2 separate regions of the Pan troglodytes genome follow, and region 2 is linked to region 1. Evidence: chromatin contacts called from public Hi-C data. All regions are on one chromosome and are shown on one strand. The core of a region is the stretch at or near the end of the contact, and the rest is flanking DNA. Distances in the headings are between cores, read along the strand shown.

Region 1 (2,700 bases), core at 81-2,580:
CTCTAATGATCAGTGATATTGAGCTTTTTTTCATATGCTTGTTGGCCACATGTATGTCTTGTTTTGAGAAGTATCTGTTCATGTCCTTTGCCCACTTTTTAATGGGGTTGTTTTCTTCTTGTAAATTTGTTTAAGTTCCTTATAGATGCTGGATATTAGACCTTTGTGTGGTATCTTCTTACAGCAGGCCTAGCAAACAAATACACATGGTATGTGGGAGCTCATTTCCACATGCTCCATGAAGGAAAGACCTGTGTCTCTGAATCTTCCTCTGAAGGAAGGAGGAAAGGAAAGCAGAAAAGAAAAGAGGGAGGGAAGGAAGAAAAGGGGTGGGTCACAATGCACCTGCACCTGCCTTGACCCCAGCTGGAAAATCTGCCTGTGAGCAAGAGGGCTTATACTTCTGTATTTAATCCTTATATAACCAGAACATGTTTGTGTATAACATTGGTAGTTGAAAAATAAATACAAACATATATACATATCAAAGAAAAGCAGAAAAGAAAATTCTTCTTCTTTCTCCAAGTCTCCAAATGGGAGAGTAACTGCTTGGTAATGTTGAGGTTAATAAAAAGAACACTGAAGTCAATAAAGGATGAAAAAATGTTTCATTTTAATTTGTTTACTCCAACTTTTTCCTCCTGACCAAATAAGATAACTGCTTTGGGGCAGGCCGGCTCTTGTCTTACTTCTTCCTAGGAATTCACAGAGCCAGAGAGACACTGATGGAGGATGTCCTTTCTGGATTTGCTTGAGAACATTTAGAAAAGTTTCCAAAGATTGGCCCTAGATGGATGGCGGCAGTAAGGTAATAGCTACCATTTCCACTCAGTTGTCCGGGCTCCAGTACATGATACATAAACCACACGCAGCCTCACTGCGGTTCAGAGGTTAAAAGTTATTAACTGAAATCAATTGAAATAAAAAGAGCCACATCTGCCTTGGTACACAATTAACTTCTCCAGACGGCTTTGGCCTGCACTGCAGGGGACACACACACACACACACACACGCACACACACACACACACGCATGCACACATTCTCACTCAGTAACCCTGAGGGAGAGCAGAGGCAGCTGCGGGAGCCAAAAACCTCCCCAGTCCTAATTAAACCCTCAAAGTTTCCAGGCAACACAGCCAAGGAAAAAATCATTTCCAAGCCGAAGACCCCCAGCCCCCAGCCCCGGCAAAGGAAACGGGTCGTTTGGTTTAATCAGCCCATGTGCACATTCTCTCTCCCCAGGTTGCCAAGACGGGCCTGTACCTAGCAGAGGTATTTGTGTAATCAAAGCTTCTGGAACTTTCCCTGCCAAGGCTACCAATGTGAATAGGCTCCTGAGGTAAAAATGTTCTCCCTGCTGGGGACGGCGCCCTTGAAGTCTACATCAAAATCAAGCCAGGGTCACAGCTGTTGTGGCACCCCACAGTGGAAAACTTGCAAGAAATCCCAGCCTGAACTACTGCTTTGCCTCAGGTCTACAGGAAACAGGCCCCAGAGAAGGGGAGAGAGAGAGAGAAAGAGGAGAGAGGAGAGAGGAGAGAAGAGAGAGAGAGAGGGGGGGAGAGAGAGAGAGAGAGAGAGAGAGAAAGAGAGAGACAAACTTTGGGGGTGGGAAGACAAAGCCACTTGAGAACCTTGTCCTCTTCATGGAGACAGCCCACACCCACCCCAGTCACCCTCACCTTATGTGAGCTGGGGTTCCCGCACGTTGGCCAAGAACCACTAGGTGGCAGCAGATTAACTCTTCAGCTGCCAGGGTGAGCTGGGGGCAGTTAGGAGCTGAGTACGAAAACTTTGTATCTGTCACTTCCCTCAAAGGAAAGAAAAAAAAATGACTTTTTCTGTACCCCAAAGATCCTTGGCTTGCAGATTAGGTATTGGAGAAAAATCTATGAGGGGTTGAGATTGCTTCTTGGGTCACCTGTTCTTATGAGGCTTGAATTAGAGTGAAATGCAATTGTATGTACTCCATGTTGTATAACTTGGATGACACTTGGTTCACACTTTGTTCAAGGGACTGAAAGATCCTTTAAGAAATTTATGCTCACATTCAAATTCCCTTCAACAGATGCTAAATATAAGAAGTAATGAGTGTGTTCCATTTTCCAGGGACAGTGCTAATGGTCACCTAGATGGCCAATACCCCTGCCCTCTGGGAGTTAATGGGGAAGACAGGCATTAAAAAAAAATAGCATTCTTGCACTTAGCCACTTTGGATGAGTCAAGGAATCCAGACTTAAATCTGCTATGGATAAAGAAGAAAAAAATAAGTTAAAGGAATATAGGCTTATGAAAGTCATTTACATTAAGCTTCTGTTACATGGGAAGGTAACAGGTTTTTAGGGCTTAGGTTTTTAGGGTGGCCAGTAACCTAAAATATGGGAGCCACCAGAAAGAAACTTTACAGCATGGTTTATATATGCTTCCTGTTCAAATGACAAAGAAAACAAATCTTTCTCTTGAGTGTTCTAGCCTCTGCAAAGCATCCCCTTGTTCTACCTATTAAACCTCTGCCACAAATATAAAAATAATGTGGTGTTGATTGGTGTAGGGGGGCAGAAATGTGAAATTGATTTACTTTAGAAAGGAGAGAGATCTACTAGCCACCAGAGGAATAAATCCAGAAAGCGGGGAATGGGGCTGGGGTGAAAAGACAAGTGTTCTTGTAGTTGAGCTTAAGAGAGTTTGGGAGGAATAT
Region 2 (2,700 bases), core at 63-2,562, 550 kb after region 1:
TCTGAGACTCCACTAGCCAATTCCAATACCCATCCTTGATTTGTTTACTCAGCTTTGCTGCATCTATTTGGATACTTAATCTAACCAATTTGTCCCTTTTTTGAATTTTTCTCTCGCTAATCAGCTTGCAAGATCCTATTCTCATTCTCAGTAAGCGCTGCTGGTGCCTGATTCAGTGCTCCGCACGTTGTTGTCTCTCAAGAAATCCTTGCTGGTTGCTTGTAAGGCACCCACTCTCCCTCCTTCCCTTCCCATCCTCTCCCCCAACAAAAGCTGGTGCAGAAACATCCCAAAAGGGGCCAGGTTCCACGTGCTTCGTCCCCTTCCTCTGTCCCCTCACTGTCACCCACCAGGCCCCAAATATAAAAGGCGAAAGGCGCCGTTGCAATCAAAGCCTCAAAACAAAAGGCTCAAGGGGCGACTTTATTGACTCAGCCCCAACCAACTCAAACTTCCCCGTAGTCAGAATGTTCTTTCCCGCCACTACCCTGTCTTCCTGGAGCTGAACTTAAGACTCTTGGTCTGGCACTCGAAAACGCGTGAGGGGTGTGTGTGTGTGTGTGTGTGTGTGTGTGTGTGTGTGTGTGTGTGTGTGTTGGGGGGAAATGGGAGAGGATAGCAATAGTGCCGAAGGTGGAGGCAGGGGGGTGCGGGGAGAACGTTTCCCAGGGAACCTGAGAGCCCCAGATCTCGCGGCTGGCGACTTCCAACTCTCTCAAAGAAAGCCGCGGGCCTAGCTCGTTCATCAGTGTCACATTTCAATGGCAGCGCGGGGCGGCCTCAGCCAGGTGCCCGCGCGGGGCCGCGCGCCTTCCCGGCACGGCTCGGCCCGTCGGCGATTCAGACACCGCCAACCCACAAAGCCCAGACGGGAGCCCGGGGCTTGGGGAGGCCCCAAAGGCCCTGCGCGCCTCTCCTTCCTGCCGCCCCCACTACCCGGGGCTCCTTCGCGGCCTGCCGCCGGGCAGTGTGGGCCGAATTCGGGCCTCTGTGGCTGGAGCCTGGCCGTCCCCGCGCCCCGCTGCCGTCGTGGCTTGGGGGTTCTGTCCTTCCTGCCTTCGAAGATCAGGTCCCTCCTCGCCCTCCACGCTGGTTCCCCCGGGAGCCACTGTCTGGGGCCAGGGGAGCCGGGCTTTCTGATCGCAGCCCAGCTCTGCGCGACAGCGGGGCCGCGGACACAGCGTCCGCAGAGCGGCAAGGCACTTTCTAAACTCGGGGATCTTTCAGTTTGCGAACAGGGTGGCGAGTAGAACTCTACCCCCAGCGCCACTGCTTTTACCCGGCCGCCGCGAGCTGACACCAGAGGGCGCCGTTTTAATGCGCTTCGGGCAAGGACGCAGCTCCGGGAGCGCTCCGGCGTCGAGGCCGGGCTCGGATCTCGGGACTCGCTGCGGCGCCCTCTCCCCTAGGGCGCTCGGCCTGGGGTGCAACAGCGAGCCCCGCTTCCCTCTTCGCGAGGGGAGGTTTACTGCACTGGATTGCGCCCTGGCTTTGCACAGAATGAGGGTTCCTTGCAGCCGTCCGGGTGACGAGGAGGAGTGGCCCCTACCTGAAGCCGTGCCCCCGCCTAACTGCTAAAGAACACGTCTGCAGGCGTTGTTCAATTGCGAACGACTAATTAATTTTCCAGCACTTGTGCGGAATACTTTAAAATGGAAAAATGAAGGTCTTCGATGAAAATGAAGCTTGATAGTGTGCACCTGCCACTAATGTACGGTGCACGGCAACTTCCCCTCATTAGAGCGATGACTTGGGTTGAGAACAAGTCATATAGTGAAAATCACTTCAACACGTGCCTGTTCATATGCATAAACTCCTGTGTACCAGATGGCAAAATATAATGACATCTTAAACAGCTAATTGCATAAACCTTGTAATGCAGATAATTGCTGTACCAAAGTAGGAGTTAATAATTTCCCACTGTATTGCTTGACTTCAGAGTAATCCTCAAGGAAAGTTGTGACAATTCTAACACACTAAAGTTCACCAAGAGGTAATTAAAACTAGCAGTTAAATCATTTGACTTTCAAACCCTTAATTATGATTCGGAAGAACTGCTTTGTGGAAACCCAGAATTTACGGATGGTTATGTGATAACATTTAATGCCTGTATTTCATCAAGTTTTCTTTCATATATTTTATTCTGGAAAGTTATTCCAATAGCAAGAGGTTTCCATTTTGGGGTAAGAGTGGTTAACTGCCACCCCCAGATGGATCTGTTGATTTTTTTCAATTAAACATTTATTTATAGAGCCCCTTCTACAATAACTAACTCCAAGCCTTACCATGTGCCTGGCATTGTTCTAAACTTTACAGGTATTATCTCATTTAATCCTCAAAGCAACCATCTGAAATGTGTACCACTGTCATCTTCATTCTCCAGATTAGGAAGCCCAGACATAGAGATGCTAAGTAATTTGCTCAAAGTTGTCTAGAAGTCACTTTCCCAAACTCCTACGGTCTGACCCCAGAGCTCATGCTATTTACCGCTGTAATCTACTGTCTCATGGATTAAACCAGGGCCTTAATAATTTAATATTTCTTTTCTTTTCTTTTTTTTTTTGAGAAGGAGTCTCGCTCTGTCGCCCAGGCTGGAGTGCAGTAGTGTGATCTCGGCTCACTGCAAGCTCCGACTCTCAGGCTCACGCCATTCTCCTGCCTCAGCCTCCTGTGTAGCTGGGACTACAGGCGCCCACCAGC

The links. A called contact is a pair of places that touch in the nucleus more often than the background predicts.
Region 2: a contact with region 1 is called in a Hi-C map of induced pluripotent stem cells, with 2.1 times the contacts expected there. The contact joins two enhancer-like sites. A contact is called at or near these places in 2 of 7 Hi-C or Micro-C datasets (induced pluripotent stem cells and stem cell-derived neural progenitor cells) and 1 of 1 datasets of contacts at active chromatin or transcription factors (stem cell-derived excitatory neurons).

Annotation. Positions count from the first base shown.
Region 1 is chr1:169,408,416-169,411,115 of NHGRI_mPanTro3-v2.0_pri, forward strand. No RefSeq gene overlaps it. Among named protein-coding and RNA genes, the nearest start is that of TM2D1, 140 kb to the left of the region's middle. Within about 2 kb of position 1,331, at least 1 of the 24 cell types and tissues checked has an H3K27ac peak or open chromatin away from gene starts, as enhancers often do. A contact at or near this core is called in induced pluripotent stem cells, where this site is marked.
Region 2 is chr1:169,961,054-169,963,753 of NHGRI_mPanTro3-v2.0_pri, forward strand. No RefSeq gene overlaps it. Among named protein-coding and RNA genes, the nearest start is that of NFIA, 34 kb to the left of the region's middle. Within about 2 kb of position 1,313, at least 10 of the 24 cell types and tissues checked have an H3K27ac peak or open chromatin away from gene starts, as enhancers often do. A contact at or near this core is called in induced pluripotent stem cells, where this site is marked.